Regions from separate parts of the Gossypium hirsutum genome. Here region 1 is linked to region 2. A link is a contact called in public Hi-C data. All regions are on one chromosome and are shown on one strand. Each heading gives the region's core, a stretch centred on a gene start, on an enhancer-like site or on the middle of the called end of the contact. The rest is flanking DNA. Distances are from core to core; before and after follow the strand shown.

Evidence for each region. A called contact is a pair of places that touch in the nucleus more often than the background predicts.
Region 1: a Hi-C map of leaf shows a contact between it and region 2, with 2.0 times the contacts expected there. The contact joins the promoter of LOC107891991 here to the promoter of LOC107892032 in region 2. A contact is called at or near these places in 2 of 34 Hi-C or Micro-C datasets (leaf and petal).

Annotation. Positions count from the first base shown.
Region 1 is chrD09:25,652,588-25,657,917 of Gossypium_hirsutum_v2.1, reverse strand. LOC107891991 (LEAF RUST 10 DISEASE-RESISTANCE LOCUS RECEPTOR-LIKE PROTEIN KINASE-like 2.1) reads right to left here and starts at 1,465. Exons shown (of 3, transcript XM_016816940.2): 1 at 523-1,465. The coding sequence starts at 1,258. It overlaps LOC107891992, which reads left to right and starts at 1,548. Exons shown (of 3, transcript XM_016816941.2): 1 at 1,548-2,174; 2 at 3,698-3,783; 3 at 3,857-4,042. The coding sequence starts at 1,988. The coding sequence ends at 3,919.
Region 2 is chrD09:25,376,574-25,382,536 of Gossypium_hirsutum_v2.1, reverse strand. LOC107892032 (cleavage stimulating factor 64) reads right to left here and starts at 3,083. Exons shown (of 7, transcript XM_016816997.2): 1 at 2,868-3,083; 2 at 2,668-2,745; 3 at 2,133-2,171; 4 at 1,484-2,053; 5 at 1,296-1,391; 6 at 1-79. The coding sequence starts at 2,960.

The sequences.
Region 1 (5,330 bases), core at 216-2,715, 280 kb before region 2:
ATTTAATATAAATAAACTAACTTATCTATTTTTTTAATAGAAAGAGATAAAATACAACCTAATTAATAGTACTTAAGCTTTCATGATATTTTTACCCACGAATAGTCCCAATTTCAACTATGAAAAGAAACAGAAGCGAAACATGTAACAACCCAAAGAAAAGATATTATTATTTTGTTCCCACGCTTGAAGTTGATTAATGGTATCCTAAACTTGCCTATAATGTAATGCTACCCTATTTCATATCCAAACAGAACAATTTCCGATCATGTATCACGACATGACTCGATAGGTCGGGTTATAGTGCGAGTTTGCATAATAAGGTTGTAAAAAAGAGGGCAATAATACAGAAAAGTGATATAAAAGATTGGATAATTAAGAACCCAAAGCTGGGGTTAATTCTGGGTCATAAACAGCAGAGAAAGACGACTGGATATCAACTGGATTCCATGTTTCTGAACAATGATTCAACGGGGTGTTTTAACGATTCAGGAAGAGTTAAAAGAAACAGGTATACCGTACCTTGGTTCAATTCAAGTATATAAGGCTTATCACGACAATAGCAGACAAATGCAGAGGTTACAGTTCGGTTGTATCCACATCTTCCGCCAGAATCCTTGCAGTGTTCGCAATAAGGATCGTCTGCAAAGTATCTAATATCAAAGGGTTGGACTAAACTTTCATTAACAGTGCTGATTCCGCCAATCAGATCATCAAAGGCCTTTTTCCCAATAGGAATTTCAACTTGTTCACTGTATCCAATACATTCATTTTCATCCTCCTTAAAGAACATGAGGGAAGTTTCTTTTCCACCCTTTCTGCAACTGAAACGATGATTCGGACCTCCCCTGCTTCGGCAGTCGTAGAACAGCGTAATGTTTTCAGCAGTTTCAGTATAATTAAAAGCATTGTTCATCAAAATCGGCTGAGGACAAGTGTTGTTTAATTCCACTCGTTTGATTGTCAACAAACCATGAGACCGATTGAGATGCAGCACATAGAATTCTTGGGAACTGAGCGTCATAACAGGGGGCTGATTCTGCCTGCACTTCAGCTTATACCCTTCATCACCGTAACCGCAATATGAAGGTCGATTATATTGATGGGTCCAGAAAGGATATGAAATATTAACAAGGTTTCCACAATCAAATGGAGCGCATGAAGTAAAGTGGAAATCATCTCGGGCGTAAGACAGCTGGAAAATAGTTAAAAGGAATAAGATGGAGAAGGAAGATGGTGAAAGGAAGAAGGCATCCATGGAAGAATGAGTGAATAGTTGGTTTAAAGTGAAAAAGGGTTTATATGTACATATAAAAACAGAGTGAGAAGGTCAGATAGATTGAGGAGACAAAAATTGGGGTTGGGTTGGAAATTTAACAGAAGAGGAAGGAGGGGGGTTACAAAATTTCCAAGAGATACAAGGGTGCTGACCTTGACTTGTGGAAAGGTACTTCACATGTGGTTGAATGCGAAGTCACGGGTCACAGACGTAATGCCATTTAGTGGCTTATTTTTCATGGACAAATCATCTTCAAAAATCTCGTTCAAGTTTTTGGCACAGAAGGTTTACCACTCCACTACGAATTTTTAGTTTTCCACCACTTAAATGACTAGCATCGTTCTTAAATTTGAACTTAATAATCAAAATACCATACTATGACAAAAAAAAAACAAAAAAAAGTGTGATAACTCCAACATAAATATAAAAACACTTCAAATTTATGTATCAATACTAGAGGTGATTATGGGCCGGGCAGCCCAGCCCGACGGCTAGCCCAAAATATGAAAGGGTTCGAGTAAAAATGTAGGCCCGAAATATAGGTTTGGACAAAAAAGAGGCCCGTTTAGAAAACGGACCGGGCCTTAGGCAAAAATTTTTTGGCCCGGGCTCGGCCTGGCCCGAATATAATAAATATTTTTTTTTAATTTCTAAAATACATTTCCCATTTCCCAATTCCCTTCCCCATTTCCCATTTCCCATTTCCGCATGCATCTGATAAAAATCCCTAAGCCATTCCCTCCTCCCTTTTTTTCCCCAATTCGAAAATCCACCTCCACAGATCCACCATTCCACCTCCAGTCCTCCACGGCTCCACCCAATTCAAAAATCCACCTCCACAGCTCCACCTCTGCTCTAACGGTGCTTCTACGTCTTCTACCTTTGAATTTCAAAGGTGAGCTTGCTGCTGTTAACCCTAGTTTATGTCGAAGTAGTTTTTTGCTTTTTGCTTTTTGCTTTTTGATTTTGATTTTGATTTTGATTTTTGCTGTTAACGGTTTTTTTATTTTGATTTTGAGACACTGAATCTTCGGGGGGAATTAAATCTGGAACTTTGGTTTTGATTTTAATTTTTGCTGTTAACCCTATTTCCTGTTCGAACAATTAGACTAATAGGTTTAAAGCAATCAAAGATTGTGTTGACATATTTAACCTTTAAATGTTGCGTGTTTTAATCTTGTTATGATTTTGATTTTAATTTTTGATGTTAACCCTATTTCCTATTCGAACAATTAGACTAATAGGTTTAAAGCAGTCAAAGATTGTGTTGACATATTTAACCTTTAAATGTTGCGTGTTTTAATCTTGTTATGCATAAAATGAAGAAGCATTTCTGCATAATCATCTACTCGTGGAACTTGGAGAAAGAAGTAGAGAGTTTAATAGTGTTGAAGATGTCATCCTTATATTTTCAGTGTGTTTGACACTCATGGAAAACTTTACTTATGAATAAATGTATAAGATCATCATTGGAAATAATTCAAGAGATAAATTTAGATATTATATGAATTTTTCAAACTGATCTAAATGTTGCTAAAGAGCTCTTGTATCAGTCTATAAATGTTACTTTATTGAGTTTTTTTTATTGTTTTTGTTCAACACTCCTACTCCTATATAAGTATTATTTGATTTAACTGATAGTGAGAGTGTCCTTTTGAAGAACTGATAGTGAGAGTGTCCTTTTGAACCCTCGTTATATTGCAGTTTGGGAATGAATAGTTGATAAAAATAGAAAGGTAATTCTAAATTTCAAATTACTCCTTGAAAATTTGATCAAAATTTGACTTTCCCAGATTTTGATTTTGCAAATGGACATGTGGACTTGTGTTGGTTAATTATTTTTGGAATTTTAGATTAGTAATAATGATGTTGAGAATTGAGATTGTCCTTTTGACACCTAGTTGTATTGTTGTTTATGTTTCTGCAGTTTGGCAATGAATATTTGATAAAATGGCAAGACAAACTAATACCTTTTTCTTGAACAATGGTTGAGTACTAATATTGAGTACTAATATTGGTGGTATTAGCTACTCTGTTTCAGAAATTAGGGTTAATATTGATAAAAGAGAGAATATTAATAATTTCACTATTTTTAAAATCTTTAATTGAATTTGTTAAATCTGAATATTATGCTGAATATTCAATATTTTTAATATTGAATTTGTTGAGAATATTATGCTGTCATGTTTTTTTTTATTGGGAAAGACATGTTCTGGTATGTCTCTTTGTTGGTACATTGGAATTTTAAACTCCTAGAAGATGCTTAGATTAAAGCTTTTACTGATGCTTATGAGTAAACGCCAATAACCATTGATAACTTAAGGTTCAATCAAGCTAAAAAATATTGTTCTGTATCTTGGTAGAATAATGCATGAGCAATTAGGTTGGAAATCCTCATGTTGCTTTTAACCTTTGCAGCTCGTCAGATGGTAATGTTCAGTGCTACATCGCCTGCAGCGGTTCATCGGTTAGCTGAGGAGTACATGGACCCTAATCCTGTTAAGGTAATTATCTAAATGCTTGATAGTGTTGTCATAGTTTCCTATATATTTGAGAAAGTAATAAATTTGTTTTCAGGTTGTGATTGGCTCAGAAGATTTAGCTGCCAACTATGATGTTATGCAGATAGTTGAGGATTGATTTTATTTAACTAAATATATCATCTAGAATTGCTTGATGGCTCAAGTTGTTTGAGTTTAAAAGTTCAAAATCAGTTGTGAGTACTTAATTGCATTAGAATTTAACTACTTTTTATTGGTTCAATTTTGAGCTTTTTTTTATGTTCTTTCTTTCATTTAATTTTAGGAGTCAAATCTGTTGTTTAATTGAGTTGATTTTGTTTTGCATGAGTTAATTTACTTAAAAACCGGGCCAGGCCGGGCCGGGCTCGGGCTTAAGAATTTTTTCCTGGGCCGGGCCTAGACAAAATTTCAAGCCCATATTTCGTGACGCGCCCAGGCTTAGGAAGCAGGCCGAAAATTTTTTAGGCCCGGCCCGAACCCGGCTCAGCCCAGCCCATGATCACCTCCAATCAATACATATATAATTATATTATTATTATTAAAAAATAAATGTAAGTATATTCTTTTTTCAAAAAGTTTATACATAAATAAGCATGATATAGAAAAGTAAAAATAAAAATATATGAAAAATGAGGTAATGAAGCGAGATGGTTGGATATTGAATTGAAAAGAAGCAACACCCGAAACAACACGTAACTTGGTTTTTGAAATGAGGAGCTATGCTTATAATTCAAATTCAATATGTTAAAATTAAATTAGTGCGACTTGTTCAACACTATTTTTCTTCTCTCTTTCTCATTCTTCTCCATGCATCAACCTCGGTTTAATAGTTAAATACCTCTAATTATTAACTTTTAATCAATTGGAAGTAAATAAATTGTTAAAAATATTATAAAATCTAGTCCAATCAATTACGCATGAGGAACATCGATCGGACCCATAGTAAAAGGTGTGCGTTCTTTACCAAGTGAATTGGGGCACACCATGTGTAGGTATAGGGCCACATGGTCACCCACATAGGCATGTGGACTACATGGGTGGAACACATAACCACCATACAACCATCTACACCTGTACATTTTAAGGACTTCGTGAACCACACGGCCGTGTATCTAGTATAGGGTAATTTATCGATTTTCACATGGTATCAGGATGTTACATGGCCTGGCCACTTAGTAGTGTAACCCTTCCACACAGTCTGGCCACACGGTCGTCTAACCTCTATTTTATAGCTTTACCCAAATTTTTTTGAATTGTTCAGTTTAGTCCCTATATAGTCCCTAAATTATTTTTAAAGATTTTATTCACTCAATTAAGTCCCTAATATTATGAATATATTGGAATCTATGATTTAATGAACGGATTACTACTGTTATAATATATAATATGTGAATGTTGCATGATTATTGTCATTGTAATTCTAATGAATTGATACTATAATTACTGCTTTAGCCTTTTGAGTGCATGTTAAGCATGTCTATTGCTACTGTTGAATTGAATACATGTTAAACATGTCTAGTATTTTTGCA
Region 2 (5,963 bases), core at 1,834-4,333:
TCCACGAAGATCCTCTATCTGCCTGCATCGAACCTCCTACTTGGTTGCCAAACTCGGATCCTAAATGCAAGGCTCCTGCCTGAAAGAATAACCATAACACATACAAAAGATGTTGTCAATTGGCAGAGTCTAATAAGCCATAGACATTTCCCACAGGATACTATTACATTAGAGATGGAACTTTTGTTTCAACTAAAAATTGAAAATCAAGTGCAGGAGTCTAAAACTCCAGTTAATATGTAGCTTTCCTCATTAAGATCTCATTATTTGCTCTTTGATTACTCAAAAATTAGTAAAGTTTGAATAGTAAAAATATTTGATTAAAAATGACTTATAGTAAAAAACAAACCATATTTGATTAAATATAAGTAACTTTAAATTTAACATTAATCCATATCTTTTAGCCCCATGCAAAACTAAAATCATGCTTCCTTATAATGTTATTATTAACCTTTATTCTTTCAGAAGTACCTTTTTTAATTGGTATCCAAAACACTTTTCTTACTTCTTTTTGCTTTTGGTGGTAATGTAACAAAAACAATAACTAAAAAAAAAAAAGAAAATAATTTAACTACTTGCACACAAATTGTAAAAGCAACTAAAGAGCAAACTTGAAAACAATGAGCCCATCTTGCATGTTAAGGATAATTTAATTCAGTTATTAAAGCTTTACCTTTTATTAAATCAAGACCAGTTACAAACTCATAATCTTTCTTCACCTCATTCAATGGATTATAATTACTCCAGCCTGAGCCAGAACTCTAACTTACATAGCTAGCTGAACGAATTTAATCATTCAAAGACAGCAAGCTCTGCTCAATGGTAGCTACAAATACATTTCCCCTTATTGACATGTGTGCAGTGGAAGAGATACCACATGTAATCAGACATTTCTCCACCTTGAAGTACATAAATTCCACCTAACTACTATTGCAATCACAATTGTGTGCACTTCTAACTTGCAATTGTGTTTTCATCTACATGTACAAGAATTATCAAGGAAAAGGGACTCAAAAACAGATTTTCACAATTTTAATGAAGCCCGAAGCCAATCAGTTCAACAATCTGTTAGCAGTGGTGTGAATAACAAGGCAGATATTTGTCAGACTTTTTCAGAGAGACAAAAAATAATCTATTACACACACGAGGTAAACTATGGAATGTTTATAGCCTGCCACTTAAACCACTAGCGTGATTAAAAAAATGAACTCATTTTTTTTAATAATCAACCCAATTAGAATGGTCCACTAAGTGATAAAACCAAAACACATCAAACAACTAAAATTTGCACATACCTGATTTTGATACACTGATTGAGCTGGCAGCTGATTTGCACGCGGTGGCTGCCCTTGTGGAAACGAAGGTCCAAGGCTAGGAGGTCTATTACCTGACTGAGTAATTCAAAAAATAAGAGAAATTATTGCAGAATATGTTATGAAGGAGACACCCAAGACTGACTTCCAAACTGCAACTTTTGACTTACATGGAACATCGGCTGTGAAAGATGCTGAGCACCAGGGTGTTGGAAACCAACATTAGGACCCATTTGTGGGGCATGCTGATGATGGAAACTCGGAGCTGATGAAAGTCGTGCCTGTGGTTGTATTGGTGGCTGCTGATGCATATGAGGAATTCCAGTTGTTTGAAATGACTGCTGCAACTGGCTAGAGGATGTTGACATATGGGTTTGATGATGAGCAGGAGGATGTAAAGGTGACTGCAGAGGAAGTTGAGGTGCATTTGGGAGTTGGGAGGAATGTGGAAGAGACATTGGAGGATTCAAATGGACCTTTGTTTGCTGTGGTGTCTGTAGGGAATGTGGTGGTATGGATTGAGACTGAAGATTTGCAGCAGGAACAGAAGCAACGGAGATTCTTGTCCCAGCTTGGTTTTGATGCTGTTTCCTTACAGGAGCTTGGATCTGGGATGGAGCAGCTTGTTCTTGCAAGCGAACTTGACCTGGCAACAAATGTGCTGGCTGGATATTTGGCTGAGGGGGTGGTTGTACTGATTGCTGAGATTGTTGTGATGCAGGTGGCTGAATAGCTGGAATCTAAACACAAACAGTAAGTACACTAGCACAGTCCCTAAACATAATTTCAAGGATGATATTACAGAGATCAAAAGCATACCGCTTGAGGGGGCTTAACCATTCCGAGCATAATCTGAGCCTGAAGAAACAAGAATAATCAAAGAAACCTAGTCAGGCATGGAAGCTACTAAATCAACAGTACACCATCTAAAAAGTAGATGCAATTTAAAGCAAAAGAAGGGTAATTAACCCATCAAGCTGTGCAGCACTCTAGAACAAGTCCATCAAGAAAGATGGTTAGCAACTTCTTATTTTGAGTTGCAACTAGAACTAAACGCATCTCATTACTACAAAGCTAACTCCAGAGACCTAATTGTCCATACAAAGGTTCCGAAATGCTTGATTCCTAGTGACAAGCTAACATCAACCTCTATACCAAGAAAAGGCAACAAAAAATTACAACTTCAGCCTACAAGGGATATCAAGAGAGTGTAAAGCTAAAGGGTTACGCGATGCTAATAGTAATATCAATCAACAGTCAGTCATGCACATAACTAGTATCAATATTAAAACAAAGGAAGAAGGGAGTTTTTTTCATATTTGAAAAGTAAATAAACAAAGAAGAAAAGGGAAACCTGGAAAAGGGCTTTCGTCAAGAGAGGATTTTGGATAAGGATCTCCCTCGCCTGCTGCTGGTTTTGTTCTATAAGTGTCTGTATATACCCAAAATAAAGAAGGAAAAACCACTAATTAGATTTAACGGCTGAGGAAGTGGCGTTTGGAAGAAACGAAAATAAAATTTTGAAACCAAATAGAAAACAGAAAGAGAGAGTACCTTCATGTTTGACATAATATCATAAAGCTGGTTCTTCGACATTCCGGCAATGTTGGCTGGCAAACCTTCGTCAGCAACTTGCTTTCCCGCCATTGTCTCCGCCGAGTGTTACAGCAAGCAACAGAGATCAGGGAGTGGTTTTCGGCTTCAGTCTGAGAACTTATAGCGATGTGGTTTTGAAAGGTATTAGCCCACTAAAATGGAATCGACCTTAAAAAGAGGTCTTAGGCTTAGCCCAGGCTTTTTTTTTTTTGTATGAGTTGAAAAAATTAATTTACTATACACACACACACACACACGAGGGAAGTCATTAAATTTTTTGTAGGGTTAGAGGTTATGTTGTATATTTTTATGAGTTAAAATATAATTTTTTATTATATTAGTTTATATTATAATTAGTTTATATTATAATAGTTTTTAAAAGGATTAAACCAAAATTTTAGTATTTGGAAGGCAACTAATAATTTTACTTATATTAAACAATGTTTTCTAAATCGAATCGTTGGTCGGACCGATCAGACTATTGATTCGTTGATTCAATCGGTATAATGGGTTTGATTAGAAAATTATTAAAAATTTAAGTAATAATAATATTAAAAAAAATCTAGTTCAACCGGTCTTTCACCTAGGTCAACTAGTTCAAAACCCTTTCCGGGTCGATTCCCGATCCGATTGGCCAGTTTGGTTTGGTTCAAACAACATTGATATTAACTTAAAATCTTATAAATTTTGAGATTAAAAGAATCATTTTTTTTCATTTTGTGGGTTAAGGGCCCTACCCCCTCCACCCTTAGTTATATAGTTGATTTGTTGAATTATTTGGCAAACTAGTCAGTTTACAAAAGGGAGAAGTGAAGTCCATATTAGAGGACCGACTTCAAAGTTGACATCTCGAAAAGTCGACGTCAATGGTAGTAATATCCTGGAGGTGTCGACTTTAGTGTATAAACTATTTACCTTGCATGTATGCACAATGAAGGAGCACATGAAGGCTGAGAAATATAGTTTTCTCATGCATGCGTGAGAGGTTGAAAAATGCGATGGCTAGGTCAAAAGAAAATTGTTTGGAAATGATGGAACAAGGCAGAAGGTTGAGATGGTAGAACAAGACAAAATGCTATTTGGAGATGATGGAACAATGTAGTGTCTGAGTAACATGTAAGTGAAATAGTAATGGTAAAGGTGGGGGAGGATGGAAATTATGTATATACATATACCTTGACACCATGGCAAATTAGAATAGTGAGTTTATTCAACAATTTTTATTGAGTATTATTATCTTCTTCTATCTATTATCTTTTATATATTATGCAATCTTCATATATCTTCTTCAATCTTTGTAAGTATTTTTTCCATGATATTATAATTCATGTACTGATACATTAACATCTACTAACTATTAGTGTTAAATATACAACAGATTGTTGGGATTGTTGTTGAGCATAGTTTATGACATTTTTTAATATATGTTAGTGTTGTTAAAAGTTTATATTTATTAGTGTTGAATATCTATTAGTGTTAAATATACAATATAGTGTTGAATAATTATTTACTAGTTCATTATTTGATTGGCGCAAAAAATGATGATGACATTGTTTTTTATTCTGTTCGAAATTTGACATTGTTGTGTTGTTGTATATCTATGGTGAAGGAAAATATTATTAAGGAACATATTTAATAAGCTTAGTGGTACTTTGAATATAAAATAGTGTTGTTATGTTGTTTGAACTATAAAATCTACTAAACATAGTTATATTTTAGTATGAAAATGTTTATTTTTTAGTTAAAGATATTATATTAGCGAAGAAAATATTTTGCTTTATTGGTTATATATTAATTATTTTTTGTTTTAAATTGATATTATACACATGAAATCTATACAAAATGAACAACAATTTTATGTTGTAGTGAACTGTAATGACTCGATTCATGATACGAATATTGGTGTAATATTAAAGTTTGGAAGTCCAATTAGCATGATGTTCATAAAGGACATCACGTTAGTGGAGATGAAGTACAAAATTGGTCGAAGCTCTTGTTGAGGTATAGATTTATATGATAATCCAATGAGATATTTTATAATTAATGTAGCGGATGATGATGATCTCCAAATAATGAATGCACTTTATGAGTCAAATGGTAATGGAAGAGTTGAGTTGTATGTTGAGCTTGACAATATTGAAGGACATAGGAGATCGATATTCCTAGCTTGATGACCGGTTGCGTGCGTGCACATTAAAACACTGAATTTATACAATAAATTTTAAAGCCCGGTTTTACTGCAAGCGTACAGGTCAGTTGTAATATTTATAATGTTACAATGAAACACTGAAGTATTTCAAGGATCGAACCCAAAGGAAGAGGCGATTGAGTAATAACTAGCATACACAATAGAGTCTAAGTGGTTACTAATATAATATTATAGTACGACAACCCATAAAAGATGATTTTTGTAAGAAAATTAAATATTCTACCCTAAAGACTAAATTGCAAGAAATGTAAACTAAAGGGACTATCCAGCAAATCAATAATGGGGATTAGTTAACTTCGATGTGGTTCACCAAATCTTGGACTCAGGACATAAATCACTTAAATTACTAAGTGGCTCCATTTTATCTTCCAATATCAATTTTATCGACTTAGACGAATTAGATTTGGCTTATCTTCCAACCTCACCGGTAATCCAAGACTAACGAATGAGTGCGCGATAAGATTACCTTTCTGTCTCACTTTATCTTAATATTCCCTTAGGGGCGTCACTACCTAAGTTCTTAGTTCTATTCAAATTAGTCCAATTTGCTACGATTCAGTTCTTTGTCCAAAGAGTTTAGTTTATCCACATCTCTATCAACCAACCTCCGTAAAGGTTTAGCTACACATGCTCAAAGTGAAGAAAATAAACATAGTAATGGAAAACAAGGAGAAATGAAAGAAAAGCTTGAAAAAAATATAAAAGTTGAAAATTTTATGCAAGAAACTTAAATAACATGAAACCAAAAGCATTTAACAGATAAATCTAAAGCTAGAAACATAAAAGGAACAAACTTTGATAGATTTAAAGTAAAATAAATTGAAATACATTAAACTAGAACTTAG